2 separate regions of the Cricetulus griseus genome follow, and region 1 is linked to region 2. A link is a contact called in public Hi-C data. All regions are on one chromosome and are shown on one strand. The core of a region is the stretch at or near the end of the contact, and the rest is flanking DNA. Distances in the headings are between cores, read along the strand shown.

Evidence for each region. Hi-C and Micro-C count contacts between places; a contact is called where the count stands out from the background.
Region 1: a contact with region 2 is called in a Hi-C map of liver, with 3 times the contacts expected there. The contact joins the promoter of Mgat1 here to the promoter of LOC100768530 in region 2. A contact is called at or near these places in 4 of 8 Hi-C or Micro-C datasets (the CHL-YN cell line, the CHO-K1 cell line and liver).

What each region holds. Positions count from the first base shown.
Region 1 is chr7:63,775,335-63,781,937 of CriGri-PICRH-1.0, forward strand. It overlaps Mgat1 (alpha-1,3-mannosyl-glycoprotein 2-beta-N-acetylglucosaminyltransferase), which reads left to right and starts at 4,407. Exons shown (of 1, transcript NM_001243980.1): 1 at 4,407-5,750. The coding sequence starts at 4,407. The coding sequence ends at 5,750.
Region 2 is chr7:63,517,448-63,523,756 of CriGri-PICRH-1.0, forward strand. It overlaps LOC100768530 (immunity-related GTPase family M protein 1), which reads right to left and starts at 3,509. Exons shown (of 2, transcript XM_027427676.2): 1 at 3,185-3,509.

The DNA of each region.
Region 1 (6,603 bases), core at 3,157-5,656, 260 kb after region 2:
CGCAATGGTTCATCAAATTACTGGTTCAGGGGTTACAGGGCTTGCTCTTGCTGGGCTGTGGGCTGTTATTATTTTGTTGTACCAGCATTGTGTTTCTCTCTCATCTTTTATCCCAGGGTGAATAACCTGTATCCCTTCTCTCCTAGGTCTTACTCTCTACACACTTGAGTTATTTAGCATATCGACTTTTGACTCCTTTTCAGTTCTTCCTTCCCTTTGAAATTATGGAGTCTGGTACATCATACAAAGTATAACTTGTTTATTTCTGTAGCAAAATGTGAATAGACACCCAAGTTGGATGGAGAATATAAATAGCCTCACATTAGATTAGATCAGATGCCACCAAATGAGGTGCTGTGAGATTTTGTTGTCAAATGAATTTAGAAAACTGTGCTTCAGTGCATTATGGATTGGAAATGGCAGTGGAGGGATTGCATATATGTGTGGTTTCCCCACTTAAAACACTTTTTAGGCTTTAATGCACATCTGTATGTTGAAGTTATAGCTTGGCAGTGCATGGAGCTGATCCCATCCTTGTGTTGTCTCTTGCTGGTTTCACTGGTGTGGATGGTGATGGGGAGGTAGGCTATCATGATCTGAAGGCATCAAGGAAGATTTATCTTGTTGTCTATTTTGTTGTATAGCTGGCACTGTTCTAAATGCTCTGTGGGTTATCTCAACCAATTCTTAAAGCAACTTGCTGAATTATTTCATGATGGTTTCCTTCTTAGAGGTGAGTCTTAGCGATGTGGAAAAACACAGCATGATGGCAAGCATTGCTGTCTGGCTTCATGTACATATATGCTGTGTCCTTCTTATGGTGTCTGAAAGGATTCAGAGCAGTGCTCCTGGGAGGGGCTTGTCTACACTGCCAGCCGAGGCCAGACATGGCAACTGCTGTAGAGTGTATCATTGGTGGTCAGTGTGTGTTCATACACTACTAACATCCAGACATAGCGGAATATCCTACCCTGGAGAATATGTGGGAATGACACAGGGAATCTTGATGAGTCTCTGTGGAGAAGCAGGTAGGGCTTCAGAAGGGCAAAACAAGCAAGTGCTGGTGAAGAATTCATAGGGAAAGGCTGGGGAGGAGGGCAGGAAGGAACCAAGAGCCTGAGGGAGGTTTTCCTATGAGCCCTCAGGCCACTCTAAATGTTCTTAGGCCTGCTAAAACTCCTACTGACAGTCTTGCTTTATCTGCATGCTAGTGGGGGCATTGCACCCAGTTCAACATCTAGAGAAAATGAAGTCATTTGAAGGTAAAGTCACTTGAAGGTGATTTTTTTGAGGTTTTGCCACCAGCCTGAAAATTTGCAGGTAGGTTTGAAGGGGAGTGAAGGGGAACCTGGTAACAACTCCCCCAAGACTCTAGTGTATTGAAGTAGAGACGTAATGCCACAGCAGAGTGGAAATGACCTAAGGTTTCTGTGAATACTGGCATTCTGGAACTTTGGGGGTGGTTGGTTTCTAGGAGGAAGAACAATGGCTGGGGTAGACAGGGGCTTAGGAGGACAGGACCCAGACTACAGGGCTTGTAGAGAGTAATCTAGGACAGAGATCTAGGTGTGAGTGCAGAGGAATGCAGGGTCAGTGAGACCATGGCTTTTTTTGTGTGTGTGTGTGTGTGTGTGCCTTGCCCCCCTTCAAGAGCCTGGCTGGAGCAGGTATGTGATTGAGGGATTCAAGGTAAAACTGGTCATCTCTGACTGAATGTGCCCAGCTGGGGCAATGCTAATGGATGAAGTTATGCAGATAGAGTCCATATTGCCTTATTTTCTTTTTTAAAGAAACTTTATTTGGAAATAGTACAAAGGTGTCTCAGGGATAAAATGGCCCTTCAGAGTGACATCTGGATGGATGGATACTCAAATTCATCTGTTATTAATGTTATGCCCCATTCAGCCTGTACAGTTATGCTATTTTCTATTTTGAACTACTTGAGGGCATCTGCCATGGACCTTTGCCTCTAAATATTTCAGTGTGTATTCCCTAAGGATTGGGATGCTCTCATACATACCTCATACTTTAACTTACTGTCTATATCAATTTTACTTTGCATATGAATTAGTGTCTTAAAATTTTTTTGATCTATTTTTGTATTTTATGTGTATGAGTGTTTTGCCTACTTGTATGTATGCATTCATGGTGCCTTCAGAGGTTAGAAGAAGACATCAAATCCCCCGGAACTGGAGTTGTGGATGGTCATGAGCAACTTTGTGAGTGCTGGGATCTGAACCTCTGCAAAAGCAACAAGTGCTCTTAACCACTGAGCCATCTCCAGCCCCTTAGTGTCTTTTTGTGTAGGAAAAGTTTTGTTGATGTATAATTGGCACAGGGTAAACCACATGCATTTAAAATATACTATATATATATATATATGCATATATATATATATAAAACTATCATCATAATCAACATAATAATCAAGACAGCAAACATATCCACTCACCCCAGTTTACTGATGTTCTCCAGCCCTAAATTGAGAACTTAGGTTCTTCAGTTGTCACTAAGAGACATAAGACAGGTTTTAATTTTTTTCTTGCCAGTCTCATGAGTAATGTTTAGTTTGCATTTTGCTTATACTTGAAGTTGAGCATTTTCTGATATGTGTAAGGACTGTATGTATTTCTTATGAGCTACCCTTCCAGGCTCATTTTCTATAGAGTTTGTTTTTCCCTCCTTTTCCTCTGTTATTTGAAATTCTTCCCCTATTGTGGTATTATGTATCTGTGGATGATGCTGCAGAAGTGCTCAGTCTGTCCTTTTTCCTTGTGCTGTTTCTCCTCATGTAAAAGTTTTTCAAATAAGGGGAAATAATCAGTTTGCTTTTGTTGCACTAATATTTCGACTCAAATTTAGAAAGCCTTTCTTGGCACCCATGTTTTATCCTACACTTTAGGTTTGTTTTGTTTTTACTTTTTTTGAATTTCTGGTGTGATTGGAAATTATCCATATATAGATGAAATTTTACATTTATATTTTTCCAAATTCCTGTAAAATTGTTAGTCTTGTTCTATTCCATCAGTCAGTCTATTTATAACAGTCTAATTGCAGACCTTTAGTGGTTATTATTTTGTTATCTCATTGAAGAAGCTCTTCTTCACCACTCAGTTTTGCAAATATTCTTGTGTTTGCTTCTTCATGAGAGCTTTAGTGACATTTTGTGTAGCTCCAGACAAAAGCATTTTTATTGAGTTTTTGATGTCCAGTGTGGTTACCAAGAAAAGGGGTATTGGAGTATTCTATTTTTCAGGAATTGTTATTTTATTTCACACAGGCTTTTGAATGCTTAAGTTTGTTTTTAAATATTTGTTTTCATGGATTTTGCATAGGATTTTTCTTTACTACTTCTAGTTATTTATTATTTGTGGATATGAAGACCATTGTGTGTTAGTATGTTAGTTGTTTTTACCATTGATAACTGTATGACTGTGTTTCTAGAAACTCTCACAGCATCAGCAAACAGATAGTTTTACTTCGGCCCTTAGTTGCTTCACTTGTATTGGCTGATTAGTAACCATTGAGATTGTGGGCAGTGTGACGTTTAAGATCAATATCATTACTATTGTGCAGATGTATATATCTTGCATTGGTTGTATCTGCTGTCTCTACTGCCCTGTCTTACTTTCCCTTCTCATTCCTTCCTGGCTCTCAGGCTCCTTCCCCTTCCCTGTGTCCCTCTAATACTTTCCTTCTTTGTGGTGCTGAGGCCAATTCCATAACTTGGGTATTCTGGGTAGTGCCTCCATAAGCATGAGTTTACTCCAAAAGCCTGACTTTACTTCTGGCATCATTGTATTAAACAGAATAATCAGACACAGAAAGGCAAACATTTTATCTCACTGTGTTTCCTTACTAAGTCAGGTATGATACTGGATTTTTTTTTTTTTTTTAATCAGTAATTCTATGGCAGCTTGACTTGAGAAATGGGCGTTAAATGGTCTTACCTCTCCCTCCTGAACTAGATAGACTCTGGCTGAAAGACACGAGGTGAGATCTGTCTGGTAGGTACCAGGAGTTGCAGTTTTTCTTTCTTTTTTTTTTTTTTTCCCAGTTCTGTTCCACTAGCATCTTTCCTTGCCTCCTTGTCATGCTAACATTGTTTTTCTGAGGACCCATTAGCTCATTTGAAGTGAAGAGCATGCTGTCCTAACCCTGCAGTCAACTGCCTTACTTCCCTTTTTCCTTAGTTTCTCACCTGTGCCTATCCTCTTCCCTGTGGCATGTGGAATTATTATACATGCTTGAAGTAACAGTTGGTTTTCTCTCTCCTCTCTTTAGGTACATGGCTTCTTCCTAGTCCCAGCCCAGAAGAATAAACCCTTAGACTGGGGAAGTGAGCCAGGCAAGCCAAAGGCAGCCTTGAGCCCTCCCCTTGCCTGCCCTCCCCTGTGGGGGCCAGGATGCTGAAGAAGCAGTCTGCAGGGCTTGTGCTTTGGGGTGCTATCCTCTTTGTGGGCTGGAATGCCCTGCTGCTCCTCTTCTTCTGGACACGCCCAGCCCCTGGCAGGCCCCCCTCAGATAGTGCTATCGATGATGACCCTGCCAGCCTCACCCGTGAGGTGTTCCGCCTGGCTGAGGACGCTGAGGTGGAGTTGGAGCGGCAGCGGGGGCTGTTGCAGCAAATCAGGGAGCATCATGCTTTGTGGAGACAGAGGTGGAAAGTGCCCACCGTGGCCCCTCCAGCCTGGCCCCGTGTGCCTGCGACCCCCTCACCAGCCGTGATCCCCATCCTGGTCATTGCCTGTGACCGCAGCACTGTCCGGCGCTGCTTGGATAAGTTGTTGCACTATCGGCCCTCAGCTGAGCATTTCCCCATCATTGTCAGCCAGGACTGCGGGCACGAGGAGACAGCACAGGTCATTGCTTCCTATGGCAGTGCAGTCACACACATCCGGCAGCCAGACCTGAGTAACATCGCTGTGCCCCCAGACCACCGCAAGTTCCAGGGTTACTACAAGATCGCCAGGCACTACCGCTGGGCACTGGGCCAGATCTTCAACAAGTTCAAGTTCCCAGCAGCTGTGGTAGTGGAGGACGATCTGGAGGTGGCACCAGACTTCTTTGAGTACTTCCAGGCCACCTACCCACTGCTGAGAACAGACCCCTCCCTTTGGTGTGTGTCTGCTTGGAATGACAATGGCAAGGAGCAGATGGTAGACTCAAGCAAACCTGAGCTGCTCTATCGAACAGACTTTTTTCCTGGCCTTGGCTGGCTGCTGATGGCTGAGCTGTGGACAGAGCTGGAGCCCAAGTGGCCCAAGGCCTTCTGGGATGACTGGATGCGCAGACCTGAGCAGCGGAAGGGGCGGGCCTGTATTCGTCCAGAAATTTCAAGAACGATGACCTTTGGCCGTAAGGGTGTGAGCCATGGGCAGTTCTTTGATCAGCATCTTAAGTTCATCAAGCTGAACCAGCAGTTCGTGTCTTTCACCCAGTTGGATTTGTCATACTTGCAGCGGGAGGCTTATGACCGGGATTTCCTTGCCCGTGTCTATAGTGCCCCCCTGCTACAGGTGGAGAAAGTGAGGACCAATGATCAGAAGGAGCTGGGGGAGGTGCGGGTACAGTACACTAGCAGAGACAGCTTCAAGGCCTTTGCTAAGGCCCTGGGTGTCATGGATGACCTCAAGTCTGGTGTCCCCAGAGCTGGCTACCGGGGCGTTGTCACTTTCCAGTTCAGGGGTCGACGTGTCCACCTGGCACCCCCACAAACCTGGGAAGGCTATGATCCTAGCTGGAATTAGCAGCACCTGCCTTTCCCTGCTGGATCTGCTTGTCATATCATGAGCTGAGACAGGCCTGCAGTCCCTGAGCTGTACCATCCTGTCCCTGTTTCCCTCTTGGGTCTATATATCTCCTATTTCTGTGCCCCCCTCCCTCCCTGTGGCATTCTAGTGCATAAATCATGATGAGGGTTATACTCCTGTTGTCCAGGGAGTCATCAGGAGAACTATTGTGTGGTGTAGTTGGGGGTATTGAACAAGAAACCACTGTGTGGTATGGGGAGGCTTGGGCTTGTTGGGGCCAAGGAGTCCTGAGTTCTCTGGAAGGGCATCGCAGAGAGCTTGGCAACTCGAGCTCTCTTGACCAAGCCTGTTGACCCTAACCTGGCTCCTGTTAAATGTGAGCTCACCTTGTGCACCTGTTCTTCCATTCTCCACCTTCCCCCAGTGTGGGGCTGGGATATGGAAGAAGGATTGGGTTTGTGGCCAAATGAGACTAACCAAAGGGGTTTCACTGTCAGGATCAGATTGGAGTTGTTGAGGTGCCAGGGTTCAGGGCCTCCTGACGTCTTTTATTGCTGACTCTCTCAGTGCTCTTCTACAATGGAGCAGTTTGTGGCTGTGAGATGGGAAGTGCTCGAGCCAGGTGTCAGGAAGATGTCGGGAGGAAAGCTAGTACGTGGGCACCCCTCCTTTTTGGAAGTCAGTTCCCTCGTTCTTTAGGAGGATTTGGTGCCAGCCTAGAGGAAGATGAGGACTGACTTCTGTGCCTCTTTTCCCCTGGGGTTTGGTGAGGAGGCTCCTCTCTGAGGGCTGGCTTTTGGTGGCTGTCTCAGAGCAAAGTACACCAATAGCTGAGACCAGGACATCTCTG
Region 2 (6,309 bases), core at 2,259-4,758:
GTCCTTACATTGAGGGGGAAGTTTTTCTAGAAGACCCCATTATATCTGTAGAACACATTCATGACCATGATACATCCTACAGTGCAGCTTCCCAGCTTCCATAATGTCCTTGGGCTTGGGCACCTCTTTCACATATGCCTCTCCCGGGATAGAATCTGAATACAACTCAGTTCTGCTTGCCATTGCCTTGTTATTCAGCCTTGGTACTTCGATTTATCCTCTACAAAAGGAAATGGGCCTAGAGACCATTCTGTGTTTGAGGCACTCAGCATTTTGTAACATGGACACACTCCCGGAACTCCAGGTTTCTGTCTCGTGCACCAGAAAGTCATGCTACCCACCTCCCAGGACTTGTGTGATGGTTTCATGACAAGATCCGTGTGATGTTCTCTGCACAACTCTCAGCTCTCTTGGTGAGGCTCTCTGGTTTTATTGGGGTCTCCGAGGAAGCCGTTCCTCGGGTTCTTCCTCCACTCTTCCACTTTAACCACACAGCAAGAAGGTCCTGTGTCTGTGAGTTGTGTTGGGTCCTTCGAATGCCTTATCTCACTTAATAGTCCTCAAACCCTATTAGATAAGTGGTATTCATTATTGTTGATTGTGGGTGAAGAAACAAAGAATTGTGAATAAATAGTCTTTTTTTTTCTAATTTTTTTAAGATAGGGTCTTGCTTTGTAACCCACACTGACCTCAGATTTATGATCCTCCTGTCTCAATCTCTCTAGTGCTGGGATTACAGGGGCATACCACCATGTCTAAGAACCAGAGTGTAAGGAATCCAAAGGTTGAGCCCTGGAATGGGACTCCAGGTTTCTGTCTGTATAGTGAAGACAATCCTATTGAATAGAGGATTTGATGTGTGCTGAGGGGCTTCCCTTGGAAACCCTGATCTATTCACTGCCACAAGTTGCCATTTACACCTTACATGGACACATATTTTATAATTTTGGAAACCAATGTGTTCTGCTGTCTTTTATGTGCATCCTACAACTGAATTGCAGTAGTAAAAGAAATTCCCCCAGTGTCTCCAACTACTGGGAACTTGTTTTGGGGTTGAACTCATCAAGAGACCAAGATGCTTCATCAAATGGTCACAAAGAGGTCCAGAGTTCAGTGGGAGGGAGAACATGGGAAAGCTTGCTGTCACGTGTTATCACACCTGCATAGAGACTGCAAGCTCTTTAAGCCAGCGACTATCGAGACCATTCAGAGTCCTCCTCCAGCTGCTGCTGCGTCAGACCTGAGATGATATGGCTTGGCCTGGCTGGTGCTTCCTGCTTCAGAGTGTCAAGGTGCCCTGAGCTGGGTATATAGGCACCATGGTGGGCTGGTATATTCTGAGGCAAAGTTGGAAGCCAGGGGAATGAAGCCAGACAAAGTCCAGGAGGACAGAACATTCTGCAATGGTGTGTGGAGATGGGGAGGGGGGCAGAAAAAAGCTGTGTGAAATTCAGTAGTGTCTTGTCCTCAAGGTAACTCTGCTCCCTTGTCCGTCATTGACCAAGGTCTCATTCTGTGTCTGCTTTACTTTACCATGAGTTTTATTCACCAGGGTAGAAGATGAGTGCAAACCATGCTTTTCTCAGAACCATTTATGTCACTGTGACTGAAGATGGGGACTTCCCACACTTGTACACCTTGTACTAGACCCTGTGGGAGGTGGTGCAGGTCAGGGCTGCACACAGGATCCAGGAACTCTTAAGATGGTTGTGTCCTGCTGCAGTCCGTGTATTACAAGTACACTGTGGACAAGCCATGGGTAACTGTGTAAAGCTGCAAGTTCCTCTGGGAGCCACTCAGGAGAGTGTTGTTGTGGATAGCCTCGGAGTACTGGTAGCTCAGGACACTGACCAGTATTTGCAAAGAACCCATAGAATTCTTTTTGAGACTCATATGCCCTCTACTTCCTTTTTTTTGAGGTTCCTTCCCAGATTATACCTCTATTTCACCCCCTCTGTAAAGGGTTAAGATGCCCATGGAAAAATGTAGATCCTTATGGATTCTGGAGGGAGCTTAAGAAGTAGATATAACTAGAGAGGGGAGCTGGGCCTGGAAAGAAGAATCAGACCCCATGAGCAGTGTCTTTGGAGTCTCCCAACAGACACAGAACTGAGAGCATGCTCACACACACTTGTCCATAGCTGCATGGAAGTGGTAGGTACCACACAATTCACTCTGGCACTGCTTTATTCCATTTAATTCACTGAACTGAGTTTTACTATTTTCTACTCCAATTAATTAATTAAATTGAAAACATGCTTATTATAACCTACTAAATAAATTTCATGGCTTACCTGATGCAAAATGAAGCACATTTACAAGTGGTTTTATTTTATTTTATTTTTTGTGTAGGGCTCTATGTAGTTCATACATCACACAACTTTTATGGATCTCCATCAGAAAGACTCATGGAAATGTGGGAACCAGAGTAGACTAGTAATGAACCTAAAATCAAGGATTTTTGTGAACTAATATCCTTGTGTGTTCTAAAACCCTCATTTATTCCTTATTCCTTATTTGATCACTATTAGGAAAGACTGAGAGAAAACTCAAGATGTTTATTTATCTCTGGAAAGTGTGCTAAACTTCCTCAAGGTGAATGGGGACAATACTGAGCCCAGCTGCTCGGGAAGATAGTGTTTGAAAAGTTAGTTAATTTATAGATTAGTCAATGAGTTGGTACCTTAAACAGAGCCACTCCAATGCAAATAAGACATTTAGATGGAGTCACACAAAAAGGTCACTAAGGTACCTTATATTAAAACCCACCCTGAGGTCTAGACAAAAAACAACTCTTTTTTTTTCATATTTTACATTTATCTTAGATATTGCCTATGCTCCATTCTGATCTTAAGAATTTACTCTTGTAGAGAAATGAAGAGGTGCTATCTTAGATCCTAAGAGAATACGGGCTGGCATACTCTGCCCTCTTTCTTCAAATTTAGCCACTATTAGAAGACCCACAGGCTAGGATTATGCTGGTGGCTTGGATGGATTTAAGCAGCAAAGATATTGCAGTGCTGTGTGGTACTGAAGACAGTCAGAGAGAGGCCCTGCCTAAGCAAAATAGGCCATATCACAAGGTTCCAAGACTTGGTGTCATAGTTCTACTTTTCACTTCGTAACGACAGAAGTTGTGGGAGATTGGCAGTGAACAAGATGCACTAACGAGGCTTTTACTTACCGGCTCCAGAGGAGGGATTATGTGGGGTCCAGATGTTAGCTGCCTTCCAGAAGAATCTTGCTGTCCTCCAGCAGTTCTCTATGGAGCGATCTAGAACTGGAATGCAGACCCAGGATGTTCAGAGATGAGTTGCAGAGGTCTGGAGTTCTTCTAAGACACTGTCATGAAGGAGTAGGAGCTGGCTGACCGAGTGAGTGGATTTACTGCCTTTCTGCCTCTTGTATCTGTGCAGACCTTGTTTTTTTGCAGTTGCTATATCTGAGTCCTGCTTGTCAAGGCTGGGACGGGGAGTAGGTTTCAGTTTCAATTCCTGGAAACAGCTGGTTTGAAGGATTAGACTGGGCAGGGTACATAGTATTCGTCAGAGAGTGGGCAGAGCACTGCTGGGCTGATCTGAGTTCAACATAAGTGGGGGTGGGGGAGTAGGTGGGGGGATGGGGACTTGAGTCAGGGGTTTGTCATGTCTGCTGAGAGACCTTGACAGCCACCCTGTGCTTGCACCTGTTCCTTCTTTACATGGACACCACCCGGGCAATGCTAACCTTCAGAACTGTAAACACTGGCCCCTTAGGTGCTTGGAGACAAGGGCTGCAACCTAGTTCTGTGTGATTGTTTCCCGTGGTTGCCAGCTCACTTGATTATCCTAACCTCACTGTCTTCATCAAGGAGAAAGCCAGAGCACCAGGGAGTGGGGGAATCAGGCTCTAGTCCTCGCAGTCAGTGTTTGAGTGGGAAGTGGGTCTGAGCTGAGAGGGCATATATCTTTTCCCTAAGATCCAGGAGTTAGTTTATTAGAGTTGGACACCTGAGCAAAAGCAGGAATTGGAGACTCTGACCCTGGCATAGAAGCACTGACCCCCATGTGTTGTTTTCATGAAGAAAAGCACAAGTGTTTTCTAGCAACTGGCACAGGCACAGTGACAAAGGGGACAGGCAAGAGGAGCCCTGTTGCTTTCAGAGGGTCAGGGCAGCTCTGTCATTCTCTTTGCTGCTTTTCTGTACCTACTGGAAAGTTCTCACTGCCCAGCTGAGTCAAGAGGAGCAGGGGTGTACATGCAAGCAGAACTGAGCCTGTTTCATATTCACTGTGGAGCGAGACAGGCTGGGCAGGGAGAGAGGAGGAGGCTCACACAGGCACTTTCCAGTGCCCTAAACACAACTTCTGCCAACTTTTGGGCTCAGTATTGCCCAAAGGTCTGTGAAATATAACAGACCTCTGGTCACAGGGAGCCCTTTGTCACCCCTTCAGGTGACCAGTAATGTGATCCTTTACTGATGATGGTAGCTTTCGCTTTCTCCTTCCTGGAAGAGACTGAGTTGCTAAGAAGACAAATAAGTGTGAACTTTGCCCTCCCCCCCTTTTCATTCCTGTTCTTGTTTAATGAACTGGAGGTTTTGAGTGACAGCCAGAAGCTGTCCCTCTATTTTGCTTCCCTCTAAGCCCTTGGCCTGGGGAGAAATCAGGCTACTGCTAGTCTCTGGCTGATTTCGATCTTTGTCTATAGAGACTGGTAGGGGCTGTCTATCGTCCTGCCTTCTTTATGTGATTTCCATAAGAACAAATAGGAAAAGGTCTCAGGGCAGTAAAGGAAGATCAGAAGGAGAGTTTCTGGAACCTTCTATGTCAGTGAGCCAAAATTCCAACCCAATCCTCTCATGCTCTTGCTCCTGGGTAGGAACCAAGGCTGACACAGCAGGACTTGTATGATTGGGCATCAGGGAAAGGCTCCTTAAGGCAGGATGACATAATGGCTGGATGCAGTGTGTGAGCACAGAGGATAATCAGAACACAGGCAGCCTGTCCTTGAAAATGCCGTTTGTATTTGGGTGAGGCAGTCTGGAGTTAGACCTCCCTGACGAGGCTAGGCTGAGGGTTAACTTCAGGTGGTTGCATGTTTAGAAGCTTCGTGGGTAAACTGGGCCATGGGGACACATGCATAATCTAATCAGTTGGGAGACAGAGGTAAGAAGAGCTTGAGTTGCAGACTTCTACCTTGTATTATAATAGCAAGTTCCAGGCCAGCTTTGGCTTCATAGTGAGACTTTTCTTTTTGTTTTTTTTGTTTGTTTGTTTTTTTGAGACAGCATCTCTCTGTGTAGCCCTGGCTGTCCTGGAACTTGCTCTATAGACCAGGCTGGCCTCGAACTCATAGACATTCACCTGTCTCTGACTCCTCAAGTGAGATTAAAGGCATGCACCACCACACCCCAGCAAGATTTTTTTAAAAAAAGATTAATTTATTTTATGTATCCAAATGTTTTGCATGTGTGCATATGCACACTGTGTGTGTGTCTGGTGCTTTCATAGGTCAGAAGAGGATGCTAGATCCCCTGGAACTGGAGTTAAGGACAGTTGTAAACCACCATTCAGGTGCTGGGGACTGAGCCTGGGGTCTTTTGCAAGAATAGAAAGTGCTCTTTTTTGTTTTTTGAGATAGGGTTTCTCTGTGGCTTTGGAGGCTGCCCTGGAACTAGCTCTTTATAGATCAGGCTGGTCCCAAACTCTGCCTCCCGAGTGCTGGGATTAAATGCATGCGCTACCATCACCTGGCTGAAAGTGCTCTTTTTGAAAAATGTTTTTGGAGATCGAATCTCACTGTGGCCCCCATGGTCTAGAACTCTCAATGTAGACCAGGCTGGTCTTGAATCCACAGAACTCCACCTGCATCTGCCTCCTGAGTGCTGGAACTAAAGGCATGAGCTACCATGACCAACACAGACCCTTAACATCTGAGTTATTCAAGATCCTACTTCAATAGGCTTTTGTTTTGATTAATCATTAATTCACTGTAGATAGAAAGGGAAGGTCAACGACCATAAAACACACAGTCCTCTTGTTTCTCTGTTTACTTTCTCTGATACTGATGTGACGGTGGGAACTGCCTTTCTCTTGCCCCTCCCCCCTTTCGTTCAATAATGATATCCTGGTACTGTTCCTCCATTGCCACACCAGGTTACACTTCACAGAAAGATTCATGCTGATTCACTCTGGCTTATCTGGGCCTTGTACATTGCTGGCTGACCTGTCAGTCACAATATCACACCTATCATATGTGGAGGCATGCCCTTGTGCAGACACATGCACAAATCCGTATCCACATGCACACACACACACACACACACAC